3 separate regions of the Mus musculus genome follow, and all the other regions are linked to region 3. A link is a contact called in public promoter capture Hi-C data. All regions are on one chromosome and are shown on one strand. The core of a region is the stretch at or near the end of the contact, and the rest is flanking DNA. Distances in the headings are between cores, read along the strand shown.

The links. Promoter capture Hi-C pulls out the DNA fragments that hold promoters and counts their contacts.
Region 1: a promoter capture Hi-C map of liver shows a contact between it and region 3, with 4 times the contacts expected there. The contact joins the promoter of Plscr1 here to the promoter of Adamts7 in region 3. A contact is called at or near these places in 4 of 39 promoter capture datasets (hippocampal neurons, liver and pre-B cells).
Region 2: a contact with region 3 is called in a promoter capture Hi-C map of hippocampal neurons, with 2.6 times the contacts expected there. The contact joins the promoter of B430319G15Rik here to the promoter of Adamts7 in region 3.

What each region holds. Positions count from the first base shown.
Region 1 is chr9:92,248,371-92,251,508 of GRCm38.p6, forward strand. It overlaps Plscr1 (phospholipid scramblase 1), which reads left to right and starts at 1,824. Exons shown (of 9, transcript NM_011636.2): 1 at 1,824-1,990.
Region 2 is chr9:92,541,129-92,544,495 of GRCm38.p6, forward strand. B430319G15Rik (RIKEN cDNA B430319G15 gene) reads right to left here and starts at 1,741. Exons shown (of 1, transcript NR_029474.1): 1 at 1-1,741. It overlaps Plod2 (procollagen lysine, 2-oxoglutarate 5-dioxygenase 2), which reads left to right and starts at 1,095. Exons shown (of 19, transcript NM_011961.3): 1 at 1,095-1,440. The coding sequence starts at 1,332.
Region 3 is chr9:90,161,497-90,164,775 of GRCm38.p6, forward strand. It overlaps Adamts7 (a disintegrin-like and metallopeptidase (reprolysin type) with thrombospondin type 1 motif, 7), which reads left to right and starts at 1,482. Exons shown (of 24, transcript NM_001326351.1): 1 at 1,482-1,818. The coding sequence starts at 1,749.

The DNA of each region.
Region 1 (3,138 bases), core at 574-3,073, 2.1 Mb after region 3:
AAGCTTCTCCTGTGGGTTATGTGTCTCTTTAACCTGATCCAGATTACAGGAGGCAAATAGAAGTGATAGGTGTTATCAGCTCATTCCGTGGATCCCCAGACCTCTCTGTGTGGCTAAGCCCTTTCTCTTCCTTTGTATATGGACAATACATTAAAGCCTCAAACAACCCGGAAAGATGTGTACTAAAGATTACAGAGCCTGGAGTTTAATATACATCTAGGAAGCAGCATGCCACACATACACTCACACCAACACACACACACACACACACACACACCACCACCACCACCACAACCAAACAGGAACATGTCTATTCAGTTACCTGTTGTATCTTCAGTACGCTATTAAAGTTTGGAACGTAGGAAGACACATTGCCTAAAATAACTTGACTTCCTGATATTAATAACGAGTTAGTGTTAGTGATTCAACATTTAAACTGTTGGCTGAGGCTAGTTTTTCTAAGTAGAAAACTTAGGTGGGCTTGAGGTATGAAGACATTAGGAAAGGAAACAAACACAGAGTGAGCCACTACCCAGCAGCGGCTGCCCATGAAGCCCTAGCTCACCGACTCCCCTGTGGCCAAGTCTTGGAGCTACTGGTAACAGCAGTTAGCCTAGGAAACACAACAGAGGTGAAGACAGTAGGAAGACTCTTACTTAGACAGAACGCCCCAATGTTTCACTTCTACAAGGTTTTACCTATAAAAATACTCCAACTGCTTAAATTAAAATTCAAATGAAATGATCCCATTTATGCAAAGAGTGGACAGTGAAGATCCTTGTTTGCTCCGAGTATGAAATCAGCTAAAGAATAAAGATAAACATCCTGAGTGCCTAACAGCAAGCCAGTTGAAGTTACAAATCACATTGAGCGATGCTAAGTTCCCGGTTCCTTTCTCCAGCATTGGAGTGCCATGGTCTCAGACTCTTTATATGTGAGGTTCACTTTTCCATGCATCATGGCTTTCTATGGAAGAACAGTATATTCTATGCACACTGGTATTTATGTACATGCAGAAATATACACATATGCAAGTAGTGGGCCCCTCCCAAGATGCTCCCCAGATTTTTAGTTGAATATACTTAGAAACGCACCAATCACAGGGAAAGAAGAGTGAAGACTCAAAATTCACCTGTAACCCTTTCATCATCCTTTCATAACTCTCCCTCCCCCAAGAGTACCAAATGATGCATAAAATGCAGGCGGGGGAAAAATACCTTCTGTGTCATAGGAAGGTATTTTTAGATAATTGGAAATTTCTTAGAAATGTCCACACGAGGCATACTAAGTCAGAATCTTTGAAGGCATGACCTAATGTAGTTTCAGCTCGGTGACTCTTCTCGGGCTGTAATTTAAGAAGCACCGCTTTACTAAACAAAACAGATGCTGATTTTTCTGGTGAGTGAGCCGCACAGTTCAAACCAAACCTGAATGTTTTCTAGTTAAGGGTGGTACTTTTTCACAGACTGTAGTAAAAAGAAAGCAAAGACTGCTACCAGCAAACGGCGTGAAACGGTTATATAAAACCCATAAGATTTTTAAAAAGAGGAGAGAAATCTGCTAGGAAAGAGATCAACAAACTTGAAAGTGCAAACAGGGCTGATGGAACAGATGTGGTAATCGATGCATACTTAAGAAAGTGTGCAAAGCAGGAAAGTAAGTTTGAGGAAGCCCGATTTCCCGCACAGTACCCAAATAGGTTGGGTGGTTGAGATCAGGCAGTGTAAAGAAAGTTCCGAGAAGAGGCCACTCCCCAGGTGATGAATAGCCTTTCTTTCCAAGGCAATCAAAATCCCACTTCCTTTTGCCTTGCTGGTGGGCGGGGCGGGCAAGGTCCTGCCAGGCCTCTGGGCGCAGCTAGAGGATTCAGGAGTGCAGGCAGAGCTCGCGTCATTCAGAGTGAGTCCCCTCTGCGAGGGAAAGCCGGGCTACTGCAGCGCCACCAGCAAGGGATTGGGACTCACGGACTTCAGAACAGAAGGAGCCTCAGGTGAGTCCCGCTTTCTGCGCGTTCCGGGACAGAGCTCGCGGATCTGTGCGCACAAAGGAGCCGGGTACGGTGATGGGCGCGGGAGATGCGGATGGGTGGAGAGGGAGCAAGAGCAAGGGCTGGAGGCGGTTTGCTCAGGCGGCAGAGGTTATGGTCTGAAGACTGGGAGCAATGGCCGAAAGACTTGGGCTCGTGACCCCGGAAGTGGGGAGGGAACTCAGCCAGAAGCTCTGCTGTCCGGGCCGCTGCTCGGCAATCCACACTCGTGACCCTTCTTCGCTAGTTCCCACGGGATCGTCTCCAGTTTAGCACACTGCTTCACAGCCAAGAGCAGTCCTGATGCAGTGCAGAAGCTGGGCTCACTTGTAGCTCTGTGGTAGCGCTCTTTTCAAATGCGCCGAGCCCAAGTTGGATTCCCGTTGCAGGAAAGGGAAGGGGAAATAAAAGAAGAGAAACCGTTCAAAGAGCCTGTTGCTCTTTAACCCAGGTTTCTTTGGGATTGTGGCTAGTAAAACTATACATAGCCTTCTAGAATACAAAAGTAGGGGATGTAAGCGGGTAAAGGTCCGAATGGGTAAGACCACTACACTAGGTGTACATTCAGTCTTTTGTTACAGACCTTGGACTCTGACAGTTTTTTTTTTCTTGTATATTCATCTCTTCCCTGAAAATGTTAACAGTAAAAGACTTAAAGATTCAAGCCACTTATTAAAGGAAGAGGCAGGCATATTTATGAGTTCGAATCTAGCCTTGTCTATAGAGCAAGTTCTCAGACAGCCAGTGCTACAGAAACAAAACAGGAAAGCCAACCAAAACAACAAAAAGAGTTCTCACTTTTGAATCAGTTAATATAAGCTTGATAAAGTACCAAGTGGAAAGGTGGAAACTAGCTTTTATTATATCAAATACTTGACACAGCCCCCATCCCTACAACTCTCCCCATGGTTCCTGCGTGGCTTGATTTCCGTAATCTTATTCCTGGAAGTTAGGTAGGGCCATCTCTCTGTTCCAAGACAAACAATTATACTTTCTTCCCAAACAATTACACTCTCTTCTTCCGGCTTAGCGGCTTAGCAGTTGGAACTAAATACTGGGTACCAGGAACCAGGGAAGCTTAATAAAAAGCACCCCCGGGCACCTGGGGGCGT
Region 2 (3,367 bases), core at 491-2,990, 2.4 Mb after region 3:
TTCTGCAATCACAGTTTCCATTTCTTTGACTATTTCTACTCATGTCTGAAGTTTCCCCAATTTTCCTTTATTAAAAAGAGGGAGGAGGACAGACACACCAAGACCTTCAAAACAGCAAGGACTGGCTCAGTCTCATGATTATTTTTTCCTTTAAATGTCACACTCCTAATATTTACACATTTTCCCACCTGCTTTCAATCTGCTAGCTAGTATTCCTCTTGAATTTATGCCAATTTTACAAAACCTGTGATCATAAACTTTGAGTAATTTTAACTTTAAAAAATCAGACTTAGAACGAGTATTTCCTTTCTCCTCCCATTGCAGGAAGATTTAACTACGAGCTTCTTGAACGCGGTCAATTTGATTCTTTCTTCATTTTTAAGCATACACGGAGTGTGTGAGACAAAGTTGTCAAAACTTTCACCCCTGCACAACTCAGTTTAAATCCTGGGACTAAAAGTGTAAAAACCAGAGGACAAATGACTTTGCATAGACATACTAATCAAAACCCAAAGCAGTGGAGGTAGCTCCCAGGAGACCAGGAATGGCTCCTCTACATCTTCGGAAGTAATTTTCCATGTGCCTGGCAGGGCGATCTTGTTAAAGCACAGCCTCAGGTTGCCCAAGCTGGGCTTGGACTCCGTCGGGTTTACAAGCTTCATTACTGGAAAGAGTCTATGGCTCTCCTGGCACCAGCAGCGGCAGAGATGTTCACCGGACAATGAAAAGTTTCTGTTTACAGACTAAAATCAAAGCATGGCCTTCCTTGACACGGTGATGGCGAAGTTCAGAAGGAACAGCTGGGAGTGTGACAAGCGCCTACTCAGCCAAGCAGACTGAAGCCCTCGCAGTCACCACTCACCTCCGGGAGCGCCGGGTTCAGTAGAGAAAGAAGGTCTAGCCAGGGCGTGCCGAGGAAGCTTCTGGAACCCCGGGAGAGCAGAGGGGCGCACGTTCCACAAGCAAGCTCCCTGGAGCCCCGGCGTGAGGCGGTGCACGTAGGCGTAGGCGACTCGGAGGGTGGGGGTGCAGCCGGGATAGCCCGGGACGCGGGGTCCCGGAGCAGCGCCCCGCCCCCGGCCCTGGCCCCGCCCTCCTTGGCTGCTCTTAAGCCCGCGCCGCGGGCGCCTCCGGTTCCGTCGTCCGCTCCTTGCGCTCGGACTCCGCCGAAGTCCGCTCAATCCTCTCCGTGCTCTTCGGTACCCACGCAGTCCTCCCAGTCCGCCCTCCGCTCCAGCCCCGGGCTCACGTCTGGTCCTGCGCTCTTCGGGGTCTCAGCGTCTCGCGAGAAGTCCTCGCCACAGGCCTTCGGCTCCCGGGTTCAGGGGCGGATGGGGGACCGCGGAGCGAGGCCGGGGCGGCTGATGCCCATGCTCGCCCTGCTCTCCTGGGCGGCCGGCCTGGGCGTGGCGGAGGAGACGCCCGGGCGCATCCCTGCAGGTGAGCTCTGCTTGCTGGTTTCCACCGGCGGTCTAGAGAGAACTGGGCATGTTTCCTCTTTGCTTGCTCCATCCCTGCGGGACCTAGCCGCGGGGCTCCCTGCTTTGAGATTGGCAGGGACCTCCTTTCCTGCGCCCCGGGAAGCAGCTTGCCATCCTGCCTCTGTCTACACGCAGCGCTCGGGACCCGGCTACGATCGGACCCAGTGTGCTCCCACCCACTCCTCCTTCCGTTACACTTTGGGGCGTCCCTGAGCCCTGGCCCTGGCCGGTGTTCGGAAGCTGAGCTAAAGCTAGTAGTTGGAGGCAAGTTCGTGTGAACAAAACTTTCTGGGTTCAGCCAGAGGAGAGCCCCGCCGCCTATTTGTCTCAACGGGACTTGCAGCGCTGCTGTATCGCGCAGGGGAGTTCTTTGGTCCTTTCTACTTCTGGGCCCTGGGCTCAGCTCCCTGGAACTGAGCCTTGCGTTTAAATGACCCGATGCACTCTGGTGATGAGTGGGTGGATGCGCTAATTTTGCATTCTATAGTAACTAATTAGATTCTTTTCCTCTGGAAACTAAGGCGAGGAGCAAACATTTCTACCTTGGAATTCCAATTCAGAGGGTAACACTTGGCACAAGTCCAGTTGGACCCTGTAACCATCGGTTTTTGTCTTTCTCATGGCGCAATAGGTGAAACTTAAGGACTCAGAAGCACCTGGTTCTGTGGAACAGTGCTCGCTTTGTTGGCTGCAGTCACAGGGAAATCTGAACCTGTATGAGTATTCTGATTTTGAAGTAACTTTTATCTCATATCAAAGGTATTTCTTTCAGCATAGTACTAGAAAAATCACACAGATAAATGAGAATAGAGACAGAATATAAGACTTTACTCTGAAAACGGTCTTTGTTAAAACACCAAAAGCTTTTATTGATAAGTAAAAATAACCGCCAGGATTTGCTAATTTTAGAGTTTGGCTTCAGCTTCTGTCTATTTTATGCCACCTCGATGCGACTTCTCACTTGTTTACAGAGTATATCCATGCCAGGCTGCTACCTTTAAATTTGAGGTTAAAAACAAACAAACAAACAAAACAAAACAAAACAAAAAACCCAAACAAACAAAAAAAACAACAAAAACTTCCCTGTGCAAGCTTTTACATTTCATGGAATTGGATGTTAAATTTTAAGGGATTGTAATATCTAAGGCAGGGGATTTGAGATACGAATGTTTTTCATATAAAGCCTATGGTTAATATCTGAGACATGGTTTCTGTGGTGGTAGGTGGGCCCAGAGTTCAGTTATGAGCTAAATGTTGGAAATGTTTCTGCATTAATGGAGCCAAGTGAGGAGTAGCCATTCTGGTTACACACACAGATAGATGGTTTCACATGTTCTGTGGTAAGCTAATAGATGCAAAAGATGCATTGTTTGGTTATTTGGTCAGATTTATTATCAGCTGTGGTAAGTTTTATCCCTGAAGTAGTATAACTGGAAATTACTACATGGATATTACTACATAAATAATCTTTCAGGTCTAAGTTGTCTAGATGAGTGGGCTTTCAAGAGTGCAGATCACCTGTGACAACCCCCCCCCCCCCCATTATTTGTCAATGTGTTCCAGCTGGTCAGTAAAAAGAATATTCAGAGCTGGGGAGATGGCTCAGTTAGTAAAGTACTTGTACCAAAAGTGTGAGGACCTGAGTTCTGGATCCCCAGGGTCTACTTAATAGCTAGGCCTGGTGGCCTGTGCTTATAACCCCATTGAGGATGAAATAGACTGTAGGCAGATCCCTGGAGCTGACTGGCTACCTAGTGTAGCCTGCTTGGCAAAGCTTGCTTGGCTAATGAGATCCTGTGTCAAAAAGAGGTGGTGGCTGGTACCCGAGGGATGACTCCTGAGACTGTCTTCATGCCTTCACATGCAACCCCCCCCCCACCAGTGTG
Region 3 (3,279 bases), core at 232-2,731:
GTGTCTACTAGGGATAGAATGTTTTAGACTGAGGGTTAGTAGCTCATGGAAACCATGGACAGAAGAAAATATTGGAACTGAATCCTTTTGGGAAGACGGAGGGAGAGGGTTGCAGAGTCCTGGTGAGATCATTTTCCAACAGTGCAAAGTGTTTGCTCTGCATATTCAGAAAGAGAAAGTAGGTGCCAGCTTTCCGTACCTTTGCACTGGGTGGGAGATGTTCAGGAAGATGGGATAGCCTTTGTTGTTCCTGCCACTGTCAGAGGTGGGGGGGTGGGGGGGGAGAGGGAAGATGGAGCCCGAAGAGGTCAAAGGGTAAAGAGAAGAAAGATGACAAGGGACTAGAGGACACAAAACGAAATAAACCAACAACAATCTCCGCTGCAGGGGATGTCACAGCCTCAGGTGGTACCAAGACCTAAAAGAACTAAGATGGAGACATTGAGGATGACTGTGAGGAGAGCAGATGTCGATGCATTACACACATCTCCCTAGAGCTAAGAGAGCCGGACAGCAGAGAGATACAAGTGAGCTCTCTGGTAGGAGAAACACCATGAAACTGCCAATGAGCCGTATGGGTCCCTGTGTACCTTGGTGGGCACAAAGAGTGGCCAAGGGGGAGAAGAAGGATTGTACAAGTACATCACTGTCAGGGTAGAACCAGGCTCAGTGAAGGTGTGTGTGTGTGTGTGTGTGTGTGTGTGTGTGTGTGTGTGTGTGTGTGTGTGTGCGCGCCCGCGCGCGCCCGCGTGCATGTTCTCCTGAGTCTGCTCCTGGAAGTATAGGCTAAAGGGGATGTGGATTAGGGCCACCAAGGACAGAAGATTTTTAGGAATATGAAGCAAGGTTGGCTGGCTTTCAGGCTACCAGGGTCCCTTCTGAAAGTCTGTAGCCACTGTCTTGGCCCACCAGAGTCTCTAGGCTGTTGGCAGAACGCTGTGCCGAGTCCAGGGAAAACAGACATCTGAAAGCATCTGGAGGCAAGGAATCAGCGAACTGCTGCCCAGTCTAGAAGGGCCCAAGTCTTTCTCCTAGGTTGACTTTGGACACAAATCTAGAATCCCCCGGATCGTGCCTCCTTGCTGTGCCATCTCCGTTCCTTGGGGGTTTCCAGGTTTCTTTCTCTGAAGGGCAGGCATTCTTTGCCTGGGACGCATACCCAAGAATGTCTCTTGAAGCATAGATAGTGACAAGAAACTGCAGAACTCCAGATTTTTTTTGGGAGGGGACGGGGGGGGGGGTAGATCTCGGAGGATACAGACGGCCTGGGCGCGCACCACCGCCAGGGGGACGTCTGTAGCCCTGCGGGCGGTCCGGAGCCTGAGTTGGTAGGGTGGGGACCGTGCTCTGCAAGAGGTGGCCCGCCCGCAGGGCGCTGAGGCCTGGCGGGGGCGGGGCGAGACCGGTGGGGGCGGGGGCAGGAGCCCGCCGGGCGGGGCGGGGGTGGGCGCCCTGCTCCCCCTCCCGCCCTCCCTCCTTCCTTTTCTTTCTTTCTTTCTTTCTTTCTTTTTTTTTTCCTGGGCTTCTCGCTCTCTTTCTTTGCCTCGGCAGCTGGCTGAGGGGGCGGGCCTTGCAGTCTTTGTTGCCGGAGGAGCGAGTGCAGCTGCCCGGCGGCTAGAGTCAGGACCCGGACCTTGGGAAGAGTTTAAAGCCAGGCATGTCCTGAGTCGGACCCAGGCCCGGCTGGGACGCAACGGCGTAGACGAAGGAGTGCACAGGGGTCGTCCTGCGGCCACCCCGTCCGGGCCATGCACCGTGGTCCGAGTCTCCTCCTGATCCTGTGCGCTCTGGCGTCCCGCGTCCTCGGACCTGCATCAGGTGGGTGGCTGAGCCTCTGGGACCCGTCTGACCCTGCCACCCTTTCTGCAATCCCAGCCGCTTCTCTGTGCACCCCGCGCAGGACCGGCTTACTCTGAGACTAGGGATCAGCTGGGGTCGTGTTGGCAGCTGAGAGAAGCTGCACCTACCGGGAGCCATCCTTCAGTTGTCCACTCAGCTGGCATCCGGGACTTGCCACTGGAGTGAGCTTGCACTCTCTTCGGGCTTCGGCTTCCCTGCCGCGCGTGCTGCGCTGAGTGCATCTTTCCCAGGAGAGCGCTCCTCCGAGTGGGCTGGACGATTCGCGCGAGACGGCTTCTTACACACTCCTTCGGGGTGACTCTCCTGGAAAGCAAACTAGCCAGGACGCTGCTGGGGACCGCGCCAGGTCGCAGGTCTACCGGGGTCCGCCGCCTCTCCTCCCAGCTAGGCGGACGTGGGGGTCCGAGTCCCCATCGCCTTTGCATTTCCTGTTTCCCCCTCCCCCAAGTGTTCAAGGGAGGGGAATGGGGGAGCCTGAGCTTCTTCCTCCGCCCTGGGTTAACTCTCCCAGCCCCGCCTGGCCGGCCGGCCTCCGACGAGCCTCTGGCCAGCATCCAGGCTCTTGTTTGGCCGCGACCTGCGTTGTAGCGCGCTTCTGGAGAGTCCGGAGCAGCGGGCCTGGGACTGTGAGAGTCAGGGATGTGGAAGACCCCAGAGCCCGTGTTTAGCACGCTCCAGGCCAAATGGGGGCTGGTTATGTATCTGCAGGTGAGGGATTCAAGGGTATGACAGGGGTGACGGGACTGGAGGGATGAATGAACTCTTGAGTGAGTTGGACCAATATGCATGGGGCAGGGGTGACCTCAAGGAAGATCTGCCCTGAGCCTGATTAGGCCATTTGCCATCCTGGTCAAGATACTGTAGCTGTGGGCCTGGATGCCAGGGACATTTAAAGCACCGAGGAGAACAGCATTTTGGGATTAATCTAACAGTAACATTCGAGAAGTCTGGGTGTGTGAGTGTGTGAGTACCTGCTGGGACCTAGCCTTAACACATTCTTATTTCTCAAAATCTGTTATCAGAACTGCAAGGCAACCAACATGTATAAAAAGTTCTTCTATGGGTATGGAAACAGGTTAAAAGATTAGCGTGAACTGTCAGAGGGGGGCAGTGGAAAGAGAAAGCAGAAACATCCCTTGCTCCTGGGCCCTTGGAAGGTGTGTGTGGTCAGGGGAGGTCCACCTTTTAGGGTTTTTTAAGAGGTCCGAAATACTGAAGATCAGTTGCTTATTACTGGGTAGTAACTGCCAAGTAGTGGCCATTATCTTTATTACTCTGTTAGACAAACGCCATAGGATTTCTTTGATGAGTCTTTGATGAGTCCTGCTATTTGGATTTGTTGCCTGGGGTGCCAGCAGGCCAGTCACCCTCTCTTCACTAATCTAGACTCTGCTGCCCACCAGTGTGGAGCATGTGTCT